Linked DNA regions of Mus musculus: region 2 is linked to region 1. A link is a contact called in public HiChIP or PLAC-seq data. All regions are on one chromosome and are shown on one strand. Each heading gives the region's core, a stretch centred on a gene start, on an enhancer-like site or on the middle of the called end of the contact. The rest is flanking DNA. Distances are from core to core; before and after follow the strand shown. Region 1 holds the start of Ciao2b (cytosolic iron-sulfur assembly component 2B). Region 2 has its middle 41 kb from the start of 1700082M22Rik.

Evidence for each region. HiChIP or PLAC-seq counts read pairs in DNA pulled down with a chosen protein or histone mark.
Region 2: an H3K4me3 HiChIP or PLAC-seq map of intestinal villus epithelium shows a contact between it and region 1, with 7 read pairs. The contact joins the enhancer-like site here to the promoter of Ciao2b in region 1. A contact is called at or near these places in 1 of 39 promoter capture datasets (macrophages), 3 of 115 datasets of contacts at active chromatin or transcription factors (embryonic stem cells, intestinal villus epithelium and pancreatic cancer cells) and 1 of 9 other capture datasets (liver).

Annotation. Positions count from the first base shown.
Region 1 is chr8:104,638,053-104,644,144 of GRCm38.p6, reverse strand. It overlaps Ciao2b (cytosolic iron-sulfur assembly component 2B), which reads left to right and starts at 2,417. Exons shown (of 5, transcript NM_026753.2): 1 at 2,417-2,596; 2 at 2,755-2,834; 3 at 3,052-3,177; 4 at 3,580-3,625; 5 at 4,059-4,306. The coding sequence starts at 2,455. The coding sequence ends at 4,156. It overlaps 1700082M22Rik (a long non-coding RNA gene), which reads right to left and starts at 2,395. Exons shown (of 3, transcript XR_003947594.1): 1 at 2,262-2,395.
Region 2 is chr8:104,679,450-104,685,541 of GRCm38.p6, reverse strand. It overlaps the pseudogene Gm7208. Among named protein-coding and RNA genes, the nearest start is that of 1700082M22Rik, 41 kb to the right of the region's middle. Within about 2 kb of position 3,196, at least 3 of the 459 cell types and tissues checked have an H3K27ac peak or open chromatin away from gene starts, as enhancers often do. A contact at or near this core is called in intestinal villus epithelium, where this site is marked.

The DNA of each region.
Region 1 (6,092 bases), core at 1,168-3,667:
TATCCCCGGCTAGAAGTAATAGTGGACTGGTGATCTTTTTTTAAAAATGCCACTCACTGCTTTGAAACAAGGATAGATGAATGAATAAATTGTTTTAAAATATCTGTCATAAGTGACCTTTAAGCTACAGAAGCTGTTGGAGGCATTTCCAGTTGTTGGCAACCTTGCTGGCTGAAACAGAGGCCTTTAGATACTAAGTTCTGAAAGTTTCTATGGCTCATATTTGTTGAAAACCAATGTCCAATGTGATGATATTAAGATTCAGGCCTGTCAGGTCTGGGTTATGAGTACTACTGTGTATCTCTTCTACCTGGAAAGACAAAAAGGGAAATCTTTAAACCAGATAGTTAACCCACACCACACAGCAAATCTGCTGATATCTGAATCTTGACTTAGAAACCACACAGCTCATGATATATACACACATACATGTGAAACATATTCATATCTTTAGATGGATGGATGGATAGATAGATAGATAGATAGATAGATAGATAGATAGATAGAGTCTATTATTGAACAGGTTATCTCTGAACTCCTGAGCTCATCAGTCCTCCAGCCTCAGCCTTCCCAGTAGTTCAGACACACATATTTACCATAGCACTCAGCTTACAGCTTACAATGATTTTGTTATGGCTGCTTGGATTTCCTAGGACATACCAAGCTGCTACTATTTGGGTTATTTATAATCCATTTACAGACCGAAAAAAACTTGAGACTTGCTAAGAGGTGGACATAAGTTTGTGGTACCCACTCACCTCTGTCTCCTCCAAAGCTTCAGATTCATTAAAGACGTCTGGGACTTGGAGAAGAAGAAGAAGGAAAGGATGGAGAGAAGATAAGGTAAAGAAGAGAGAAAGGGACCCAGGTCACTGGGGTGTGAAGCAAAGTTGCCATTCACTGAACTCAGACATATATAACATCACGAGGGAAATTATTGAGCATGTGAAGCAAGACAGGACACTGGCAAACTTGGTACCGAGTAATGAAGAGCAGCACAGATATATGGTGGAGGAAACACAGGATGACTCGTTGGATAAAGGCATTTACTGCAATGACTGAAGATGACCTGCGTTCTATCCCTGGAAACCATACACTAGAAGAGAGAACCCCTCCTGAAACTTGTCCTCTGACCTCCACTTAACACATTGTGGCATGTGCCCTCTTCTCAAATGTAGTTAAAATTTTAATGAATGTGAGAATCTTCCCGACAGTGCTGGAAATCCCAGTGGGGTTGAGATGGAAAAACTGCTGCAGCCTGACCCAGAGCTCAGAGGTCCCTTAAGTCCCCTTGGCCCCAGGAGAACTTACATTGCTGGATCAGAGGTCCCATCCTTTACACAGTTTAGGTGGCCCAGGGGTATAAACCACAGCATCCCTAGAGGCAGCTTGGCGAAGGGAACTAGCAGGAAGGCGTGGACACCCACATCAATACCACTCAAATGAAAGAGATTTCCCCATGTGACTGGTCATGATGGGACTGGAAATGTACAGATGGCATCAAAGTTGAGTCTGTTCTATCAGCGGGCGCCGCACTGTGGGTGTTGCTACCTCCTTGTGACCTTTAGGTCAGCCTTGTCAAAGTACTCTTTGTTTTCAAACACTGTTTTTACCCACTACAAGACCCCAGCTTATCCATCCAGGCTCACTGAGGGACCTCTGGACCTGCTGCCATCATTCAGTCCTGCGAGCAGTCAGCCATGGGCCACGTGTGCTGGTCCCAATGGCACAAGTCTGTCTTCCACCAACCCTGCCTCTCCTGAGTTACGAAAAAGACTGTGGGAATTATATGTGCAATTTCCCATTCTTTAGACAAGCTGGACATGACATCACCCATGCCAAGAATGATATTTCTGCCTGCTAAGGCATTCGTGGCCTCCATAGCCTGGCTGACAGCAAAGGAGACAGTCTGGTAGGGAGGGGTTATAGGATAAATTAAGTGCTGCCTTCTCAGGGCAGATCAGATTCAAGTGGCCTAGAGGTCACCACGGTCTACATTAGGATGCTCTGAGGTGAGAGTTTAGGATCGCGTATCTACTTAACAAGCATGTAACTAGTGCTGCCGATTCCTACTAGAGGAAACCAGCGTGTCATTAGATCTACGGTTCTACGATAGCGTGACAGCGAGCTGGAGCGTCCCAAGGCCCAATCACAAGGAGCCTTTAGTGCCCTTGTCAGACGGTGTTGGCTTCCTGCGATCCAGCTCCCAACAGGATCCCACGGCTAAGAACCGAAGGGACGCCCCGGCGAGAGCTACCAACATTTTTCCCGCTTTCGGAGTAGCCCGCACGACAAATACACCGCTTCTAGCAAACTACTCGCCGAATCCCTGGAGTGTGGCGTGTCCCTTGCACGACCCCGTAGCCACACCACGCCCTCTCCTCGTTCCCAGGAAGTGCGCGGAAGGAGCGGAAGTACACACCACCGGGGGATTGTGGGAACCGCGGTTCCGGGATGGTGGGCGGCGGCGGTAGCGGCGGCGGGCTCTTAGAGAACGCTAACCCCCTCATCTATGAGCGTTCCGGGGAGCGGCCAGTGACGGCGGGCGAGGAAGATGAGGAAGTGCCGGACAGCATCGACGCCCGGGAGATCTTCGATATCCGTCGCTGCAGGGCGCTGGCGGGACGGTGGGGGCTTGGGGTGTCGGCAAGAAGTGATGCGCAGCCCGCTGGTGGAGGGGTGTCCCGGTTAGGCGTTGCCTGCGGAGATTTTGAGTGGGCCAAAACTTAGAGTCCCTTTTCCTTCACTTGGCACATCTTATCCGCTCCATTAATGACCCGGAGCATCCACTGACACTGGAGGAATTGAACGTAGTAGAGCAAGTTCGGATTCAGGTGAGTAGTTTACTCGAGTAATCAAAAAGGTACCGTTGTACCTCAGAGGCTGGTGTTCTCCGTTCACAAGCCCCCAAGAGGATCTGTGGGAGGTGTGTTAATGTTTATGGAGCCGATAAAAAGTTGGGTGACTTGCCCAAATCGATAAACTAAAGAGTGTCTTTGGGCTAGGGGCCGCCGTGCGATCACTGCGATCTGATCTCCCTTGTCATCGCAGGTTAGCGACCCAGAGAGCACAGTAGCAGTGGCCTTCACACCCACCATCCCACACTGCAGCATGGCCACGCTTATTGGCCTCTCCATCAAAGTCAAGCTGCTGCGATCCCTTCCCCAGCGGTTCAAGGTCAGTTGGAGTCAAGCCCCCGAGGGTGAAACAAACTACTGGGGCGGGCGAGGGGACATCGGGCGGAGATCGGAAGGATCCGAACTCGCAGAGTTGAACCCCCAAGTTGATGTGACAAGAATATTGGGGGGAAAAAACTCCAGAAAATAGGAGTGTGGTGGAAAGGGCAGCTGGGAGCTGTGAATGGGCGTGATCGATCGAGGCACTGGAAGGCTTTTAAAGTCAATAGTCGCTGACTAGGTCCTAGGGTAAAAGTGGATTGACTGACTGCAGGTGGGTTTGGGGTGGCTTGGAAGAGCCAGAATCAAGAGGGGTGACTGGGAGTTCAGATGGTTGGGAGGTAGTGTCCAAAAGAAAAGGACAGGCGGGTAAATGCTCGGGCCCACATTGTCTTTCCTGCAGATGGATGTACACATTACACCCGGGACCCACGCCTCCGAGCATGCAGGTTAGTGTGGACTGCTGGGCCCCAAACTAGGTGAGGCTTCCCCTTTGCCACAGTCATCTGTGGGGGCAAGATTAGGACCAGGGGACTAAGTGAATAAAATGGCCATACTACAGCTTAGACCAAAGCTGGCCTGACTGAAATCTCCTGCTTCCCATGACCCACCCTCCTGTGGTCCTCAAGTACACAGGGACATTGGGTCGGGCTTCAGGAAACACTGGAGGGAGGCAGACATAAGCAGTCCCTGGTGGTGACGGGCATTCCAAATGATGAAGCTAGTTATGGGTACAGGTGATGCATATAGCCTGATCCAGGCTTGGAGTCCTGAGACTATCAGAAAAGAACTTTATTGGTAGAAATATAATGTATACTGAGGCTAGCAACCTGGCCCAAGTTTGCTTTAATCCTGTTTTTCCACCCTTCTTTTCCTACCCAGTGAACAAACAACTTGCAGATAAGGAGCGAGTGGCAGCTGCCCTGGAGAATACACACCTGCTTGAGGTTGTTAATCAGTGTTTATCCGCCCGCTCGTGAGCCTGGCTTTGGACCCCCAGCCTGCACTCAGGTTGTCCTGGCCTCAGCTCCACCAAGGGCTCATGGCTTTGTTTTCTTGAATCACTGACAAGGAGAAACTTAACACTTTTTATTTTGTAATAAACCCTTAATTTATATTCATTTCCCAGTATGCCTTAGCGTCTCTCATAGTGGACTCATTTTCGGTTGTAGTAGAGTGGGGTGGGGACCTATGAAGGGTGGGTCCATGAGGTGCCCTCATTGCTTCTGATAACTCCCAGTGGGGCTGGAAAAATGGCTCAACAGTTAAAAACACTTACTGCTCTTAAGATCTGGGTTAGGTTCCCAGCGCCCAAGTTACAACCATCTGTAACTTCAGTTCCAGAGGATCTTACATTCTCTTCTTGCCTCCAAAGGCACCAGGAACACATGTGATACACACATGTATAGGCAAATACTCATACATATAAAGTAAATCAGCAAGCTGTATATAGTGGTACAAACTTTTTAGTCCCAGCACTCAGGAGACTGAGGCAAGCACATCTATGATTTTGACAACAGCTTGGTCTACATAGAGAGTTCCAGGACAGCCAAGGCAGTTATAGGGAGACCCTGTCTCAAAAAATAATAATAATTTTTAAAAATTTGTTTAGCCTTTCCAATGTTTCAGATACCAAAGGTTGCAAATGATAAAAATTAAAATTTGAAGAAATATATACATATATATGGATAGCCAAGCCACCAATGAATGGAACTCAATAGATTCAGCTGACCTGTTGGGCCTTATTGATGTGTATGTATTTAAGAACTGCTTCTAGAGGAGTCTGTAAAAATGTGACCCTTCCTTCACTTTAAGGAACCGTGTCCTAAATTGATGTAAGTCTGTTGTCTTTGTTTCTCTGCTATTGCTGTGGTAAGACACCATGACAAAGGCAACTTATAAAAGAAAATGGTTTAGGGCTTACAGTTTCAGAGGGCTAGTGTCCATGATGGCAGGGCAATGGCATGGTAGCAGGAACAGCTGAGAGCTCACATCTTAATCTACAAGCTAGAGGCAAAGAGTGGGGCACTGCTAATATTGTCTTTTGAAACCTCAGATCCCACGCCCAGGGACACACCTCCTCCATCAAGGACACACCTCCTAATTCTTCCTGGTCCCACTGGCTGGAAAACATATTCAAATATATGAGCCAGTAGGGGCCGTGCTCATTCAAACCACAACAACTACATAGCCACGGTGTTTATCTGACCAGCATAGCGGCATTCTGATCTGAGAATGGCAATGCCTGCCTGTAGTTCCAGCTCTTGGGAGGTAGAGGCAGAAGGATCAGAAGTTGAAAGTCCTCCTCAGTTACATAATGAATCAGCCTGGGCTATGGACTTTGTCCCAAAACAAAACTAATATACGCTATCCAGCCATGTATAGGTTTTCTAAGAATAGCACTTAGATTTTTCCCAATGTTGTATGTTGTATTTGGCTCTCTTTAGCTTCTAAGACTTTCTTTTTCCTTTCTTTTTCCTTCCTGCCGATAGGCCGTTTTCCATTAACTACATACATGAAATAATTTACAAAGAAAACCAGTTTGGGGGCTGGAGGTGGTCGCAGCTGAGAACATGTTCTTATAGACGGCCTGAGTTTAGTTCCCAGCACCCATATCAGACAGCTCAGAACCACTGTAACTCCAGCTCCAGAGGACCCAACCCCCTCTTCCTGCCTCTGTGGGCACTCAATGCACCATGTGGCCTATACGTACCCATAGATTTAAATTTAAAAGTTGAGTTTGGTGTTGTTTTACTAATGACTCAGCAGTTTAAAGCACTTGTTCCTCTTGCCCAGAACCCACATGGTAGCTCACACCCATCCGTAGCTCCAGCTCTCTTACAGCCTCTGCAGATGCCAGACTCTCGTGTTTTGCAGACATATATGCCAGCAAAATTCATAAAACAAAACCAAAAA
Region 2 (6,092 bases), core at 1,947-4,446, 41 kb before region 1:
AGGGAGTTTACATAGATGTATAAATAACTTAGGCCATGCTCTCATGTAGAACAAGGTAGGGGACAGTGAAAAAGCATTGTCTCAACAGATAATATTTGTTTAGGTTGCTTTAATTGCTTTGAATTGCTTTAATTATCAAAATACATGTGGTGATGAGTTTGGTGGTTGTATTAAAATTCCTCTGGGAGAGAGGTCAAGATATACCTTTAATGATTTCTGGTTACTGGAGCAAGGACATGCTATTTTGGAAGAGAGACTCTGTATTTGTGTTGACAAGAAAGGAGAAAAGGCTTTGGACTCCTTCCAGAGTGATATGGATCAGATATGACAAGGGTAGACCCCCTGAAACGCTTGGCTACAGAAGAGAAAAATTCGAGAAAATCAAACAGGACAGGTAACTGGATCTGCTGATTTCTCGACATGGGAACAGCCCCGTAACTGGCTCGGAAATAAAAATGTCTCTAGCCAAAACTTCAGCTAAAATTAGGCAAGTTGGCTACGAAATCCTTAAGATTCTTCATGCTCTCCTTCATAGGGCATAAATGAAGATTTATCACAGTTGGTTATAGATCAAAGTAACTCATAAAAAGACAGTTGTAGTTCACCTTCTCAAACAAGGAGCAAAATTTCATCCTTAATTGATCTGTGCACTTTGCACAATCTATACAAATATCCTAATGGTACTAAAATGTTGGTTGTGAAATTTATGTACTGCAGAATGTACAGCATTGGGAAGATTCAACCTTGGGGATGCTGGAGTGACTTGCTGTTCCAGCCCCCTGCTTTCTGATGCTGTCCAGAAACTTGTTTCCAGAACAGCTTCAGGAATGGCTGCTGATTTCAAATGGAGACGGTTTAACTAGCCTTTCAGACAGATCTAGCTAGAACTTCAGTCAAGCCCTGACCCTTCTAGGCATACAGAGACTGGATAACAGATGCTAAAGCTTTCTTAAGTCTAACCAAGTTTTCTAATTTTCCTACCCCTCCCCACCCCTTTACAGAATGTCTTGTTGCCCCTATTCAGTAGGAAGAAGCCATGTTAATTTATGTTCATCACCCTCTGATCTTTGCTCCTGGCAACCACTTTCTGATGGAGGAGATTGGAAATGATGAAATGGTTTAGAAACACCAGGGCCCTGGATACTCTATCATAGAAAAGAAATCACTAGTGACTCTTTCTGTTACTAATCGGTTAATTAATAGTCTTGGACATTCAACTGCCATCTTTGACAAAGGGCATCAGTCCATATATGAATACAGTTTCCGTTGTTTTTTCCTATTGTTAATGAAGCTCTTATTAATACTTTGGATTTTTTTTTGCTGCTGTTCTTTATTTGTTATTTTTCTGATCAATAATTTCATTTCCTTGTGCTAAAGCCCTGAAAGAAGAATTTCTCAATCATAGGACAAGGGTGTATTCAATTTTTGAAGAAAAATATCATCCTGTCTTTCAAAATGACTACACCATTTTAAATCTCCTCTAGTCATGTATGGGGGTGCCAGGTATTCCATGTCTCTGCCAACAATGAATATGCTAAATGGGTGTGGAGTGGTGTCTCAATGCAGATATTTCCATGAACTTTGAGCCTCTGCACTTAAACCTCTGTTTCAATGTCTGTATATCTGTCTGTCTGCCTGACAGTTGATTAGACTGTGTCCCTGACTCCATCAACAGAAGAAAACCAGTCAACATTTTTACCATGTCTCTGGCCTCTGAATGATATTAAATGTCCTTTGCAGAGGATACGGGACTTTCCTCCAGATGAGCTACAAAACAGTTTGGAGTTAAGAAAAAAGCACAAAAAGGTTCAGGAAACATAAAGAAGTTGACTGCTTGGCCCAGAGATTGGAGGAGTTGGAGACCTTTCAATCCCCAAAGTAGAACATCCTCCAGGAAGGCCTGGGATCACAGATTGGACAAGCATATATTAGAGGCATAACACTGTATCAGGGAGGCAGGAGAAACCAGGGCTGTAAAGGAAACCAGCAGTGCCGGGCTATGGGGGTGTATATTCTCTGGGATGAAAACATAGAGTCAAAGCCAAATCTCAGATACAAAAGACTACCCCAAGGGCTGGGCAGTGGTGGTGCATGCCTTTAATCCCAGCACCTGGGAGGCAGAGGCAGGTGGATTTCTGAGTTCACGGCCAGCCTGGTCAACAGAATGAGTTCTAGGACAGCCAGGACTGCACAGAGAAACCCTGTCTTGGAACAAAAAAAAAAAACAAAAACAAAAACAAAACAAAAAAGACTACCCCATGTTGACTCCTATACCACTTCTTCCAGGAAGTCAAGTATGGCTAGTTGTAAACTCCTGGTTGTATATTCTTTGATATAGCTTACTAGGACTTTTTATTTGAAACTAATATCCTGGACATGCATACCAGAACCCATCAAAGTCAGATTGTGGTGGAAGTGGGGTGGGGTGGTGCTGACAAGGGGCTCAGCTGGTTAGGGAGTTTGCTGCTGCCAAGAATAGCAATCTAATCTTGGTCCCTGAACCCATAAGGTAGACAGATAGAACTGACTGCTACAAATTGATTTCTGACCTCTGCATGTGTGTAATGGAACCTGAGTGCCCATACACATACATATGTGTACACAATACATAACTAAAAGGTAGGAAAGGGTAAAATGTTTGCCAATGGGCAGTGAAGTTGATCTAAACATGAGCTGGCAATGTGAGAGGCCACATTGGAGGGAGGGCAGAAGTGTCACAATTTCAGTGCCTTCATAACCTAATTGAGGGGTGGGTGTATCTGCGATTCTAAGGTCACCATCACAGACAAAGGCCTCCAGTGTGGACTCACTGCTCTGAGTATCATCAGCACAGAGGACTCTTGAGGATAAGAGATACACTCGACACTCAGAGCTCCTGCCCTTGTTCTCTTCAGCTTGGCATCATGACTGTGTACCAATTGACAGGAGCCCCGTGGCTTCTCTTGTTACAGCTTTCTGCTCCCTGGTCTTCATATCAATACCTACATTGGGATGGTGAGTAAGAGAGTCAGGGATCATAATGATTCCATATTGGAGGTCAAGGACCCTGGCATTCCAGAAGGACTTCAGGTGCTATGTTGTGTCTGTCCAAGAGATCAAGGAAGGAGCAGAAACTGCAGAGGTGGCTTTGCCCTGCTTGCTGGCTCTTGGCTCCCTGTGGCTCCTGCCTTATCGGGTCTTCTACAATAAGAACTTTGCCCCATCCAATCAAATGTCCACACTTACACCCCTAAAGGTACAAATTCCTGCCTGGGCCAGGCCAATCTGTTCTGTTTCCTGCTGTAAGATTCTCATCTGCAGCAGCACAGGTTTAGGCCTGAGGTTCAACCATGTCTTTCACTAGACTTAGTGATTGGCTGTATGTGGTAGCCAGTAGCCTCCTGCTTCCCCTCCAGCATGTGCATGGTGAGACTCTCTAGAAGAGCAGAGGGGACATGAGTCAGAGCTGCTCCAGGTTTTCAGAGTCAGAGGCTGATATTGAGGATGGAAGGAACCAGGGAGGGAGAAGGAGCTGGTGGAGAATGACAGGTGACAGCATGCAGATTGCATGCTTGCTAATGTCCCACCAGGGCACACGGGGGCAGAGATGTCTGAGGTTAGCACATACTAAGGAGACAACAGGGACAGAACAACAAGCAGAACATGTCCCTCCTCTGTGTGTGCTTGTGGCTAGAAGTCCTACTGAACATGGATAATGACAATAATTCCTGCCTAATGCCAAGTGGCTCTGAGCCTGTCACTTTGTTGACTAGGGAAGAGTCCTAACAGTTTGGAAGAGGGTCAGTGGACAAGGTGTCTGTCCCTAGGGAATCTAGAAGCCCTCATCTCCTCGTCCTACTACTGAACTGAGATGACCCAGGTTACCTTCCCCATGTACCATGGTGATGATGAGGTAGAAAGTCCCAAGTGTGGTGACAGCTGATGGCGTCTCTCCACTTACAGGCCAGGACTCAGCCAGCCCCATCAGGAACACCCACAGGGGTCAGGTGAGAGGCAGCTTTGTCCACGTGAAGGACACTAAATCTGGTGTCCATGCCTTCCTGGGAATCCCCTTTGCCAAGCCTCCTGTAGGACCACTGCGCTTTGCACCTCCTGAGGACCCTGAGCCATGGAGTGGTGTGAGAGATGGGACCTCACTACCAGCCATGTAAGTTCTGGACCCAGGGAACTTCAGGCCTGTGCTCTGGGCCACACTGCAGGCTTCCTCCACCTCAGCTCTATAGCAGTTTTCTGCCTATGATGAGGGGCATCTCCCATGCGCGTTCCTGATGAATGTGCTAAGAATTAGAGTAGAACAGCTGTGCCAGGCTGCTGGGTCAGAGATCGGCCCCTGTAGGGACTTAGTTGTAGGAACTGCAGTAAGGAGCAGAGACTGAGCCCATTCTTCATGGTCCCTGTGACCATCCACTGTCCTTGTGCCATTGACTAAGGAACAAGCACACATGCTTCCAACTGGAGACTATGTGGAACAAGGAGGTACCTTATTGGTACTTGGGAGTGAACTGAAGAATGTCTCACTACCCTATGGAGTGGTATTGCCCACTCATTCCTATAGTTGCTATGTGGGCACAGTACCCCAATATCCAAGTATCTTTGTTCTCTTTCTATTGCTGTGATAAAGTATCCTTACATAAGCAACTTAGTGAAGAAAGATTTTACTGTGGGTCACAATCCCAGCTTATAATCAACCATAGGTGGGAAACCACAGAGGCAGAAGTTTCAGAGAACTGATCACATCACATGAATAATCAGTAACAGCGTTTGAAGGGCACATACATGCCTACTAATCTTCACTGACTCCCTCTATTATTATATAAATCCAGAAGGCCTCTTCCTAGGGAATGGTGCCTCCTACCATGGGCAGGACTTCCTTTCTTCCATTTTCACTAGGTGTCTGCAGACAGCTATGATGAATTTAGAAGGTATGGAGGAGATGAAGCTGATCATGGTTCCTATGTCTGAGGACTGCCTGTATCTCAACATCTACACACCAGCCCATGCCCAGGAGGGTTCTAATCTGTCTGTGAGTGCCAGGCTATGGTCAGCTGGGGAAGAGTTCATTTCTTTCCCTGGAAGATGGGAAGGGTCCAAATAACTCTGAGCTCCACTGTAGTTTAGACCAAGATGAGTAGTCTTTCATTTTAAGGTTCAAGAAAGTCATGTCGGCCCATGTTGAGATGCCTAAACCTGTTTGTGAGTGACTCAGAGTTCTGGCATCTGAAAGTTAAGAGGGTCTAGGTATTTGATTAACCCAGGAATTCCTCTATCAACTTGGCAGACCCACTCAGGATGGTAACAAGGGATGAATATTGACATCATGCAAATCTCTAGCTACAAGTTCTGTTTTGCCAATGGGATCTGATGGCCATTCTGATTAGCAATCAGGAAAGCCCCTCAGGAAGGCATTCCTTTCTTGTTTTTCTTAGATGGGTCTTAGAGTAACAATGACTTTAATTTAGACATAGACTCATTAATCCATGCTGAGATTTCCTTTGGGGGACATAGGGATGCAAATATGCTCCCAGGCCCAAAGCACCCCATCTGTGGCTCACATCCTGAGATCCTGAGGAGATCTGTTTGTAGGTCAACTTGCACAGAGCAAAGCAGTTGATAACTGAGTGGGTAGTCTAGATGAGCTTGGGCTGTGTGTGGACCTTCTGGCATCTGAGTTTCTGTCTCCAGGTGATGGTATGGATCCACGGTGGTGGACTGGTTGTAGGATCCGCTTCCATGAATGATGTATCTGAACTGGCAGCCACTGAGGAACTAATAATTGTCACCATCCAGTATCGCTTGGGGATCCTTGGCTTCTTCAGGTAAGCCTGGGACTGGGCTGTGTAAAAGGGACTTAGTAGAACATGGGCAGCCACACTTTCTTCTTCCTGCTGCTTCACAGCACTGGAGACCAGCATGCCAGAGGCAACTGGGGATACCTGGATCAAGTGGCTGCCCTATGCTGGGTGCAGAAGAATATCACTTACTTTGGAGGCAACCGTGACAGGGTCACTATATTTGGAGTCTCAGCAGGAGGCACAAGTGTGTCTTCCCATATTCTGTCCCGTGTCCAAAGGACTCTTTCATGGAGCCATTAT